3 separate regions of the Mus musculus genome follow, and all the other regions are linked to region 3. Evidence: chromatin contacts called from public promoter capture Hi-C data. All regions are on one chromosome and are shown on one strand. Each heading gives the region's core, a stretch centred on a gene start, on an enhancer-like site or on the middle of the called end of the contact. The rest is flanking DNA. Distances are from core to core; before and after follow the strand shown.

The links. Promoter capture Hi-C pulls out the DNA fragments that hold promoters and counts their contacts. Capture Hi-C pulls out chosen DNA fragments and counts their contacts.
Region 1: a contact with region 3 is called in a promoter capture Hi-C map of adipose tissue. The contact joins the promoter of Vps9d1 here to the promoter of Pabpn1l in region 3. A contact is called at or near these places in 1 of 484 Hi-C or Micro-C datasets (bone marrow-derived macrophages), 4 of 115 datasets of contacts at active chromatin or transcription factors (embryonic forebrain, embryonic hindbrain, embryonic stem cells and 1 more) and 1 of 9 other capture datasets (adipose tissue).
Region 2: a promoter capture Hi-C map of stem cell-derived epiblast-like cells shows a contact between it and region 3, with 2.3 times the contacts expected there. The contact joins the promoter of Sult5a1 here to the promoter of Pabpn1l in region 3. A contact is called at or near these places in 14 of 39 promoter capture datasets (the 3T3-L1 cell line, 3T3-L1-derived adipocytes, HPC-7-derived erythroid cells and 8 more), 1 of 484 Hi-C or Micro-C datasets (bone marrow-derived macrophages), 3 of 115 datasets of contacts at active chromatin or transcription factors (astrocytes, effector CD8 T cells and large pre-B cells) and 2 of 9 other capture datasets (adipose tissue and liver).

The regions. Positions count from the first base shown.
Region 1 is chr8:123,252,284-123,255,908 of GRCm38.p6, forward strand. It overlaps Vps9d1 (VPS9 domain containing 1), which reads right to left and starts at 1,939. Exons shown (of 15, transcript NM_028200.2): 1 at 1,705-1,939; 2 at 322-397. The coding sequence starts at 1,803. It overlaps Zfp276 (zinc finger protein (C2H2 type) 276), which reads left to right and starts at 1,912. Exons shown (of 11, transcript NM_020497.2): 1 at 1,912-2,640; 2 at 3,424-3,625. The coding sequence starts at 2,433.
Region 2 is chr8:123,155,854-123,159,535 of GRCm38.p6, forward strand. Sult5a1 (sulfotransferase family 5A, member 1) reads right to left here and starts at 2,427. Exons shown (of 7, transcript NM_020564.3): 1 at 2,335-2,427; 2 at 1,586-1,734. The coding sequence starts at 1,727.
Region 3 is chr8:122,621,263-122,624,687 of GRCm38.p6, forward strand. It overlaps Pabpn1l (poly(A)binding protein nuclear 1-like), which reads right to left and starts at 1,473. Exons shown (of 7, transcript NM_001007462.1): 1 at 1,172-1,473; 2 at 727-862; 3 at 386-453. The coding sequence starts at 1,414. Mir6396 (microRNA 6396) reads right to left here and starts at 1,113; the gene lies at 1,003-1,113.

The sequences.
Region 1 (3,625 bases), core at 689-3,188, 630 kb after region 3:
GCTGGCAAGGCCCCCACTTTGTGCATCTCACTCTTAACTACCTTGAGGCAGTGTCTTGACCCAATTCACAATCCGTCCCCTAATCCTGACCACTTCTCCTCAATGCCAGCATGTCACACTATGACATCATATGCTAACGATAAGGACCAGGTTGGAAAGAGACAGGAGACCTCTGGAAAACCTCAGAAGGCAGAAAAGGAGACAGTTCCCCGCCCTCATCTGAAAACATTTGGCGGTGCCAGCTGGTGGGCAAGGGCATGGGTGGGTGGGTGGGGGCACCATTTTGCTATCATGAGAGGAGTAGCAAGTCTGAAGGCATACCTGTAGTGTTTTCCACGTCTTCGAGCAATACCTGGGAGATGTAGTGGATGCTGCGCAGGTATTCCACGTACGCTTCCTAGATGCAGGGGAGAGAATAGCAGTGGTCAGGCCTGCATCCTGCCTGCCTGGTGAATGCCCAGATACAACTGCAGGACCAACAGTGCCTGCTTGTTTTTTGACAAGACTTCCTTCTAGGCTTCAGTGATGGATGGTCCAGCTAGGACACAGATGGTATCTATACTGTCTAGACTTGAAGGGAAAAAGATATCAAACAGAACAAAAAATCAAAGAATTCCTTCCTTCAACACTGTGCTGAGGAGTTCCCAGACAGACACACCTCTCCTCTCATTACTATCCACCACATGAAGGAGCTGAGCTTCAGTCAGGAGGCTCCACAGAGCTGCCTGAGCAGCAATAAGGGTTTCCACTCTGTGTGACAAAGTTCTCTTCCTGTGCAACTCAAAGACTAGCAGTCTTTCCATGTCTCATGAAAAGCACTTCCTGAAATCTGAGGAGAGGATAAGGGCTCATCTGTCAATCTCAAGTTTTGGCTTAGGTGAAGAAATAACATTCTACAGACTCCAGAATAATTCCCTCTGCTCAAAGGAGCCCAGAGCACCGAGCTGCAGGTTTCAGCTGTGTGACCCCTCTGCTCTGGGCTCTGTGACAGCTCAAGACAGAACGCACTCTGGTCTGTATGTGTTTCGTTTTACTCGTTGTCAAAATTACCCAACTTTAATTAGCTCAGCACTTCAGATAAAATGGGTTTCAGGTAGGATTCTGGTCTTGTGAGGGTGCCCTAGAAAACTAAGTTGGGGCACTGGACAACCAGTGATTCGTCCTGTCCTATGGAAGCTCTGGGTGGCCCAGCCGGCTTTTCTACCTTGTTGCCATCCTTTTAATTAGCAGTTATTCTCAGTGACAGGCCACACCCCTTTTGTGCCTGGGTTTCTTTACAAATGACCTTTGAAGGCAACTGCAGACAGCAGCAGCATCCTGAATGAGCCAACAGTCGGGTCTTTTCTAGATTAACTCTACACAGACTCTGTCAAGAATACACACACACACACACACACACACACACACACACACATCTGTCATCTACATCTTGGATGTAGGTCCTTTGCAAACAGAACCTCCTCCTTATGTCACACCGCCTCATCACACAGGTAAATCTAGGCCCAGTGCGAGCTGAGCTGTTCCAGGTCCCCGCAGAGCTCGGCGCCCTTAGCCTCCGGGCCCCGGGTCTCCGGGCGCGGTCCCAGAGCCGCCGCCGCCGCCGCGCGCATCGGGAGCGCCGAATCCCTCTACACGCCCGCCCTCGCCCACCCACCAGGGGCAAAGGGCCTCCCAGAGCTGCTTCCGCGACCCTCCCAGCCTCACCCGGGGCCGGTTGCCGGTGTCTAGCTCGATGGCCTTGTTGGCCAGTTTCATGGCGCTCTGCAGTGGCTTCGCCCCGCCGTCCCCGGCCGCAGCGGCCATGGCGCTGGGCGGGGGCGGGGAGCGGGAGGCCGCGGCGGCAGGGGCGGGACGGGGCGGACGCCTCCAGACCGGAACGCGGAGCGCGGAGCTGAGGGAGGCGCAGGAGCTGCGCACCGCCGGAAGGGGACCCGGACACACTTCCGCCGGCCTTGCCCCGCCCCGCCGCGCCCCGCCCCGCCGCGCAGACTTGGGTTTAGGGGACCGGAGGGGTCAGTGGCTCTTGTCACCTCCTCCGGCCAACTTGCTGCGAGCGCGGACGGGAAGGCTGGCGGGGAGAGCTACTGCTCTGAAGGGTTTCTGTTGTGCGCCACCGCCCGGGCGGCAGTCCGCGGCCGTTCACCCTCCGGGCTGCCCCTCCTTTAAGGGCCTGTCGCGAGTTCCGAGAGACCCGAAGAACTCCGGGCTCCTGACCCCGCCGCGGCCGCTGTGGCTCCCCAGACCGCTCCTCGCTTCCTTGCAGCCCTCGCTTCCTCCGGCTCCGATCTCGGGGAGCCGAGCGGAGCGGGGCAGCGCGGCGGAGAGTAGCGGAACGGCACGGAGTGTGCCAAGTTAAGTCCGCTCTAGCAAGAAGTCAGGGGGCCGAGCCACACCGAGCAGCGCGGAGCAGGGAGCGAGTGTCGCCTACCACCATGAAGCGGGACCGCCTCGGCCGCTTCCTGTCTCCCGGAATAGCTCGGCAGCGCGGGGGTTCGGGCGGCGGCTGTGGAAGCGGTCGGACTCGGGGTCGCCCTTCTCGCAGCGGCGGAACGAGCGCTGACGGGGCGGCTGCTCAGCTCAGCTGGGGCTCGATGACACGCTCCTGCGGGGACACAGGCGACGACGGTACAGACGAAGCTGGTGGGTTCCAGGCGTCCTCGGGCCCCGGTGCGAGCTTAGTGATAATGAGAGCAAACCAGGCCTCCTGGTTCTGGAGAACGCGGGCCCTCTGGAGAACTGCCGATAGAGGCCCTTTCCTCTGCCGCCCAGACAGCTCTGTGTCGCTGCTATTTAGTGCGTAAGATTTGAAGGCACACAGGTGTGGCTTCAAGTTTGCTCTTCGTGCTATGGACTTTTAGGGTAATTGCTTAACTTTTTCTGAACCCCAGTTTCTTGATGGTTAAAACAGGCCTATAACCTAACCTGCGTTGGGAACTGAGTTAAGTGAACTAACTGCTTGTTCCTTGTGCGGCTGCGAGTTTGTGAACAAGCAGCAGCTAGTTAGGTTAACAGCCTCCATGTGCATCACATTAGTGTGGTGTTCTTCAGTCATCTGAGAATGGCTTTCCTATGTAAGCTGTCCTTTACTCCCACTAGGGGCAGTTGGGTGGCATCATGCACATGCTGCAGGCAGGGCACCTATAGATGGACAGGGATGAACAGTGAGTTAGTTTCTTGAGGCACGGCTTGGACACATTTTCAGAATAGGGATGTTAAGTTTCATCTTCGTTGTAGGCATCTGGGGTTCCTTGAATATTGAGTGTTCAGTGAGGAAGGCCAGCTCCCGAGTCCCAGTCCCGCTACTCTTGTGTTTAGGAAGCCTGGTGCGGGCACTTCTCTGCTTGCAGTGTTCGGAGGCCAGGGGGAAGAGTGGCCCTTGCACTGCGAGTACCTCGCTTATGTCACATTTGCTTCTCTGCGCAGGAGCAGGCCGGACTCTCGCTATGGGGCATTGTCGACTCTGCCATGGGAAGTTTTCCTCACGGAGCCTCCGAAGCATCTCTGACAGAGTGCCTGGGGAGACTTCAGAAAGACTGTCCCCAGGAGAGCGTGTCTTCATTAGGGACTTCCAGCGTCTGCTGGGTGTCGCTGTGCACCAGGACCCAGCCCTGCCTCAGTCTGTCTG
Region 2 (3,682 bases), core at 1,177-3,676, 540 kb after region 3:
CAGAAAGCCAATCTGGCCTATTCCTCACCTACACAAAGCAAACACTCTACCGGGCTGTGCCCCAACCCATTTCTCTACCTCAGACATCTGAAAAGGAGCTTTGGCCCTGGCCAGAGAGGAGGGTGCTCTGGGAGTTGTTCGGGTGTCTACTCCCCTCAAGCAACCACACTTTCTGGGGTCACCTTCAGAGATAGCAAATCCTAGAGAGCTCAATGGGAATGGAAGGTCAAGGGCCCCCCCTTAGCTTCTCTGGTTTCCAGTAGGGGGAAGGTTATATCACCTTTTTATTTTTAGGCCAGACAGAACCAGTCTAAGAAAAAGCAAACCAGAAAAGGTTCCTCAGAACAGGCGTGGCCCTTCCCGCCCAGCCCGCCTGGGCCCAGTTCAGGGACATGTGATAAGATTCAGCAAGGTATCTTTCCGCTACAGGCCAGAACCTGCCTGCTCTGCGAGGATGGGATCTCGTACTTATAGTGGGATGATCGGTCCCCACCCCCTGCCCACATACAGGGACAGTGACAGCCTGGATCCAGGATCCCATAGCTCTGCTGCCCTATCCTTTAAGATATACTGAGGCTGGAGGCGCAGTCTGACAGATCCCAGCCCACCCACTGCATTCTTTCTGGTGGGAAGCCCAGCCCACAGACCAGGCCCCTGGGTAGATATGTTAAGATGTGAATGGAGGGATCGGATCCAGGGAGTAGGAGGGGGGTGGGGCAGGGCTGGAACTTGGGACAACTATGCAGGGTGGAGGGGAAGGGGGTCTGGTGTGAGGGGAAGACTGTCAGGAATGTGGAGTATAGGAGGGTTGCTTGGCCCTATCTGCTGAATTGCTGACTTACCTAAGTCACTACAGTCCAGGTGGCCCTGGTGGCCAAGTCACATGAAGCAGATCTTGCTCTCAGTGGCATTGTGTCCTAGCTGGGCTATGTCCAGGAGACAAAAGCAAACTATGCCCTATGTGCCTATCCTGACGGATTCAGGATGGGGAGGATGGTTATGCAGGGTCTGCAGAGCTATGCTGCTACCCTGAGCACACTGGAGGAGAGTAGACCAGGCAGTCTTATGGGATTAGGGAGTTCCTGTGCCCCACATAAACATACTTCACTGGGGTGATGTACACCATTCACCCCAGCATGATTCAGGACAAGGAAAAGCTTTGTCCCCCAAGGACCACCCGCCTAAGAATAAAGCCAGATTCTCAGCACACACCCCATTTCACCCCCCCCCCCCCAGCATTCCTCCCATGGCCTCAGAAACACGTTCAAGCAAGTGCAGAGAGATTACAAGAAGTCTGTGTGAACCTGACCAAGGTACAGGGGGAGAGGGGGGCTGCTTGTACCCAGGATACCCTGTGCTTCTGAGGCTATTAGAAAGAGGAACAACCAGCCAAGGAGGCTAGTGAGGGGCTTCATACAGCTGGTACTGACTCAAGCCAGAAAGGCAGCCCTACAGCTTATACCAGTCACAGGTGACAGAGAGGGCCCGGGTGTCTACAGTGCCGAGAAGGGGACTGAGGCACTATGGGTGGCAGGAAGCCCTGGTGTTGGATTGTCCAGGCTCCTTGTCCCAGTCTGTCTCTCACCTGACTTGGGAAATGTTACCAAGAGGATGTCTGTGTCCTGGAACTGGAAGGAGCAAGCCGCTTTCAGGGACTCTGGGGTGTGTATGAATCCTGGGAAGCGGACGCCATCGAAGATTTCAGTGGTGTTCATGCGCTCAGTCATGCTGGTGCTGTGCGGAACAGGGCTGGAGGTGAGGAAGTCTGTTACCGAGGGCCCAAGCTCTTTCCAGTAGATACAGGCCAGTCTGCCATTCCATCATGAAAGTGTTGAGATAGGTCCACACCCAGTGGCTACTGTTATTGCTCTCAGGCATCATTGCAGGACCATCTTAGAACCTTGGACAGACTTGTCTGTCGTCTGGCCCAAGAAAGGTCCCAACCCCATCAGAGGATATAGACCTCTGTGCTATGGCCTTGGAATGACAGTGGCATCTGTCTGGCCTTGAGAGTGTGGCTGGTTGCTTGCAGAATTCTGCCCTAGCCACCAGCTCTTGGCCATCTGTATGCAGGGCTACACCTCGAAAGTGTGTGGTTGTGATGGATCATGAACATCCTTGCGGACTTGAGAGCTGCTTGTCTCGGCCCCAAAGCATAGTGGGATCGGTATCTAAAGGCCCCATCTAGAGAGCAAGCAGCTCCCACCCACAGCCCCCCTCCAGTCTTGCTCTACAGCTGCCCAGACTGGGCTGACAGGAATGTTTCTACTGAATCCTGGAGCAGCCTCCGACAGAAGCCCCACCTCCCCTGTTTCCTCGGGATCCCCTACTTACCACAAAGTCCTTCTTCCAGTGGTACCTGGCTGTGCGCACGCAGCCCAGACCTAGGAAATGTGGCTCAGGCTCTACTTGGGCACCTCCAAAGAGGCTCCACCCTAGCGTTGCAGGGCCCTGGGGCAGAAGACTGCAGGGTGCCCCGCCCCCAACCAGACCCATTTGGGGGAGGGGCTGGGAAGAGCGCCCCCATAGGCAAGCAATAAGCGGATAATCTTCGGGACAAAACCTATTTTTCAAGCAGACTAAGGTGCTCAAAAAATAAGTTTAACAGTGTCTGGGAATGACACAATTTTCCTGTTTCAACAATGCTCCCCTGTGGAGCACTGGCCAGGAAGGGCCAGGAAGGGGCCAGGAAGGGGCCAGGAAGAGGCAGTGCACCGTCCCTTTCTTGTATTCTGACAACAGAAGGCAGCTTTCTCTACCACCCTAGGACCCACCATGCAGTTTATATAATTTTGACATTTGTGGTAAGATACAGTACAAAGCAACCAGCTCTGACAGAGTACATCCGTGAAGACTTTTCCATCTCCCGCCACCTCCAGCTGCCAACCACCAGATTCCCTTGTCTCATGTTCTCATTAGGCAGCTGCCAGCCAGCATGAAAATGTCTCTCTGCCTACAGGGCCACTTACAACCAGAGTCCAGGGGATTTGTATACAACACAACAAAACTTCTTCCATTTGCTTAGGAGATTTGTGTTCTTCTGTTTGGTTGGTTTGGGCTTCTGGTTTGTTTTTGATCCATTCTGCTGCAGGGGAGTACCCAAGGGTCCTCATCCTCTTTGTCTTATAGGTAGGAAACGGTGTGTGTATCAACACACACCCACAGAGCACACACTGACCCGGTGTCTGTTTGTCCTTGGCTGTCCTTTAAAGTGTAACTCTGGTCCTGATTCCTCTTCTCAGACCTTGCCCGGGAGAAATCAGCACACGCAACCCACAGAGACTACAGCCAAGTTCTCCAAAGGCTCAGCTAAATTGATTTCACTAATTCACACACCATGTGACTACCACAGTCACGACTGGGACATATAAAACAGTTCAGGCCTCCTTCTTACCATAAACCCGTGTCCTCCCCCGATAAGTTACTCAAGCCTGTCATCACCTCTTGTTTCCCTTGTTGTTGAAGGCCACACGATGCACAGCCTTGTGTCTGGGTTTGTTCCCTGCTCCTTGTGTTGCTTACGACATTCATCCATGTCATTGTGTGTATGGACAGTTCTTCCACGCGGCTGTGTTGTGTTGAATAGGTAAGTGTTCACCTGCTCACCGTATGTTTACGGACATCAGGGCTGTTTCTAGTTGTGATAGATTTCTTTTTTGTTTGTTTGTTTTTTTGTTTTTTG
Region 3 (3,425 bases), core at 223-2,722:
GGGCTGAAGTTGTATCCACTCCTGCCCAGGGTTCAGTGCTGAGAGACAGTTAAGTGTTTCCTGTGTGGACAGCTGGTTGGGTCTCAGGAATTAGCACATGCCGGGTATGTGGCCCATTAAACCTGAATGCTTGACCTCACCTTCGGTTGAATGAACAGTCAAGGCCTGGGCACTATTCGGCCCCGTGGGTTTTACCTTCCCTCTGCACCAGGCCTCCCACTTTGGCCTTGGAGACACTTGCATTTACAACTCCATAGCCTCCTGCCTCAAACTCATAGCCAGCTCCACCCAGGCCAGTCGTGGAGGGGTCTGCCCAGCTAAATGCCCTAATTGGGGGCAGACACCCTAGGAGGGCTATGACCACGCCACCCCCCTCTCTACTCACATTGCCTACAAAGACAGATCTGTGGTCAGCCTCCACATTTTCCTTGGAGGTCCTAGAGAAGAAGCAGTCTGTAGGGAGAGAGAACCTCAGAACTAGCGGGAGGACCTCATTGAGGAGCCCATTCCTCGTGACCCCCAGGGAAGGTCGCCCAGGCTCCCGCGGTCACACTGTGGATTGTGGGTGCGATTCAGAGTATTCCCTCAATTGTCCTCATATGCAGCCCATGCCGAGTACTCTTCCACTGAACACAGGTGGGTTTAGAGTCTTAGCTAAGTGGTCAAGGATTTAGAAGGACAGTTGTCCATCTGAGGACAGGGTTGGCGAGAGTCCCAGGTTCCTACCTACGGTCTCAGGGCTCAGCAGCTGTCTGACCTCAGCCCTCTCTTCCTCTGTGGCCTTTCTCTGTACACAGGGTGGCTCCGGCTGGGCTTCAGCATGCTCCATGGCCCACAGTTTCAGCTTGATGGCCTCCAACTCCTGTTGGCCACGCCACAGTAAGTTTGAGATGGCCTTCAGGCCCCTCTAGAATGGAGGGCAGGTGTGGCCAGCCAGCGCCGGCAGAAAGCCATAGCTACTAGGGGATAACCAAGATCACCCTGTTGTTCCTGTAGCCATAGTCCAGGACTAGGAGCTAAGGCCCCTGGTACCTCTCCTGCCCGGATACCTCCCCCTAGTCAGAGAGGCCTCTGAGGTCTGAAGCACTGGCTCCTTCGCCCCTAGTCACCTGTGCTCCTCCCTCCATGCCCAGGTCCACACCTTCCTGCACGGTTTGTGACGGGGTGCTACCTGGTTGAATACTGGGGACTTGGCCAGGTTCTCTGGTTCCAGCAGGGAGAGAAGGAAGCTCGCATCTTCATTTTCCTCTGCTTCCTTGTCACTTCCTGCTCTACTCCCAGCCCTTGGCACCAAGGAGGTCTTTTCAGTCCTGCCCCAGGCCCCCCAACCTTGGGCCTCAGGATCTGAGGAGACCGTCTGGAGCCAGGCTTCAGTGGGGGGTGGGAAGAGCTCATTGCTCAGGTAAGGCTCCATCTGTAGGTGAGGTAGGCGAGGAGGGCGGACCTGGGGAGCCTTGCCTCTCTGGGTCTGCTTACCTCTGCAGCTGCATCTACCCCGTGGCCCTCCCTTTTAAGTGCTCCCCCTGACCAGCTGCTTTCACTAAAGCCCTAAAGATTAAGAAGGCCTCCCAGCTTGGGCTAGGCTACTGACCAGAGGGGTCAAAGGTTGAATATCTCCTGTCTTCTTCACCAGCTGCATCCCTGAAACACTCAGGGGAGGGTGGATGAGAGCCCAAAGCGGGGTGGGCAGGGACTCACATGACCATGGCTACGCTGTGAGCTTCCTGGAGTCTGCCTGTCACCTGGATATGCCGCGTGCCCTGACCACAGCTCTGACAATAGAACCTAACTGATAATCGGATCTTGTTCAAGCTACCTAATTGTCCTATGAAAAGGACAGATTTCAGGGAGAGGTGGCACTGTGCATGTCAGGATACATTGGGTCAGTTTGAGCAAGCCACCCCTTCCCCCGACCCCCTTCACCCCCACCCCCACCCCCGAGGGCTAAGAGTTCAGGCCTAGGTGGGAGTCTATTATAGCCAGGCACTAGTTAGATGGTTCTTGTTGCCACAAGGAAGGCTCAGGCTGAGCTGTACAACCTGGGTGACATCTACTTGGCGGTGTAGGCTGTAGGCGGGTACATCAGTTCCCAGCCCTGTTCATCTGTTGCCCCTCTGCCCTCACCTCCCAGGACTGCTGCCTGCCAGCCTACATCCATTGACTCCTTACTGGGGCTTCCAGCAGAGGGGCGGATCTAGAAACATATTGCTGGCTTTTGGCTAGACACGGGTACCGATGATTCTTGAGGCTACCCTGCTGAGCCTCTGAGTCAGCTGTGTGTGTTAACATGACCCTAAGAGGTCTCCACAGGGAATTTCTGGTGACTCCATAGCCTCATGTCTTCTGTGACCCTGTCCCCAGGCTCGGCAATAGGGTCTCTCTGAGAATCTGGCTCAGGTAGGAGATGGGATTAGTTTAGCTATATTGTAAGTGGAGTCTGGTGGCTGCCACCCCCACATCCTGGGATTGGCAGAGGGGTTGGGAGGCCGAGGCGGGAGCAGCTGTGGCTGGTGCAGCCCTAAGAAACTGTGTGCTTCTGACCCTAGCCTGACTCCTCATGTACCGTTTAATTCTTCAAAGTGGCTGAAAGCTGTATCACGCTTCATGTGATGGCTCATACTTATACTCAGTACTGGGGCAGGAAGATCACAAGTTCAAGGCCGGCTTGGGATCCAAAGTGAGGTACTGTCGAAAACAACTCACTAGTAATAAAAACTGGTGTGGGTTCCATGCCTCATAAAAGAAGGAGACTCTGTGGAATAGTCACATGACCTGAGATAATGTAGTCTGAGTAGAGACTAGTCACATGACCTGAGATGTAGTGACTGAGTGGCACTGGGCTCTCCCCAGCCCTGCTTCAGTTTCTTCCCTAGGTCTTTCCTGGCCAACCAGAGCTGCTCAGGGGCAGCATCCACATCTATACTGAGAACAAGCTGGCCATACAGGATGGACTGGACAGGGATAGACAAGCGGCCACGGATGTCCTCCTGCACGCCCTCCATCTCTTTGTATGAAGCTCTCTTGGGGTCCGGCCTGGATTTTTCCTGTACTTCCATGTGGAAGGCAGGGCATGGCGGGCCGTTCCCAGGCCAAGGCCGTCTGGATGGGGCTCAGGCCCTCCCTGGCCAGTCTCCCCCCTGAGCTCAGTGTCTGCAGTGGAAAAATTTTGTCACCCTCCTCTCTGTGCTATCCTGAGATCGCTGACACGCCAGGCCCAGTGGGGCTCCAGCCAGGCGCCTGGCCTAGGGACAGGCTTACCCCGATGCTGGCCTTCCCAACAATGCCTTCAAAAATACACCATGTTCCAAGCCGGTCACAGTACTAATGACAGTCGCTTCCTCCAGGCAGCTACTGGTGCAGCCTGAAGCGCTATGGCTGGGTGTCTGGTTCAAGAGGAGCCTTCTCTTTAGCCAGGACACAGTTGC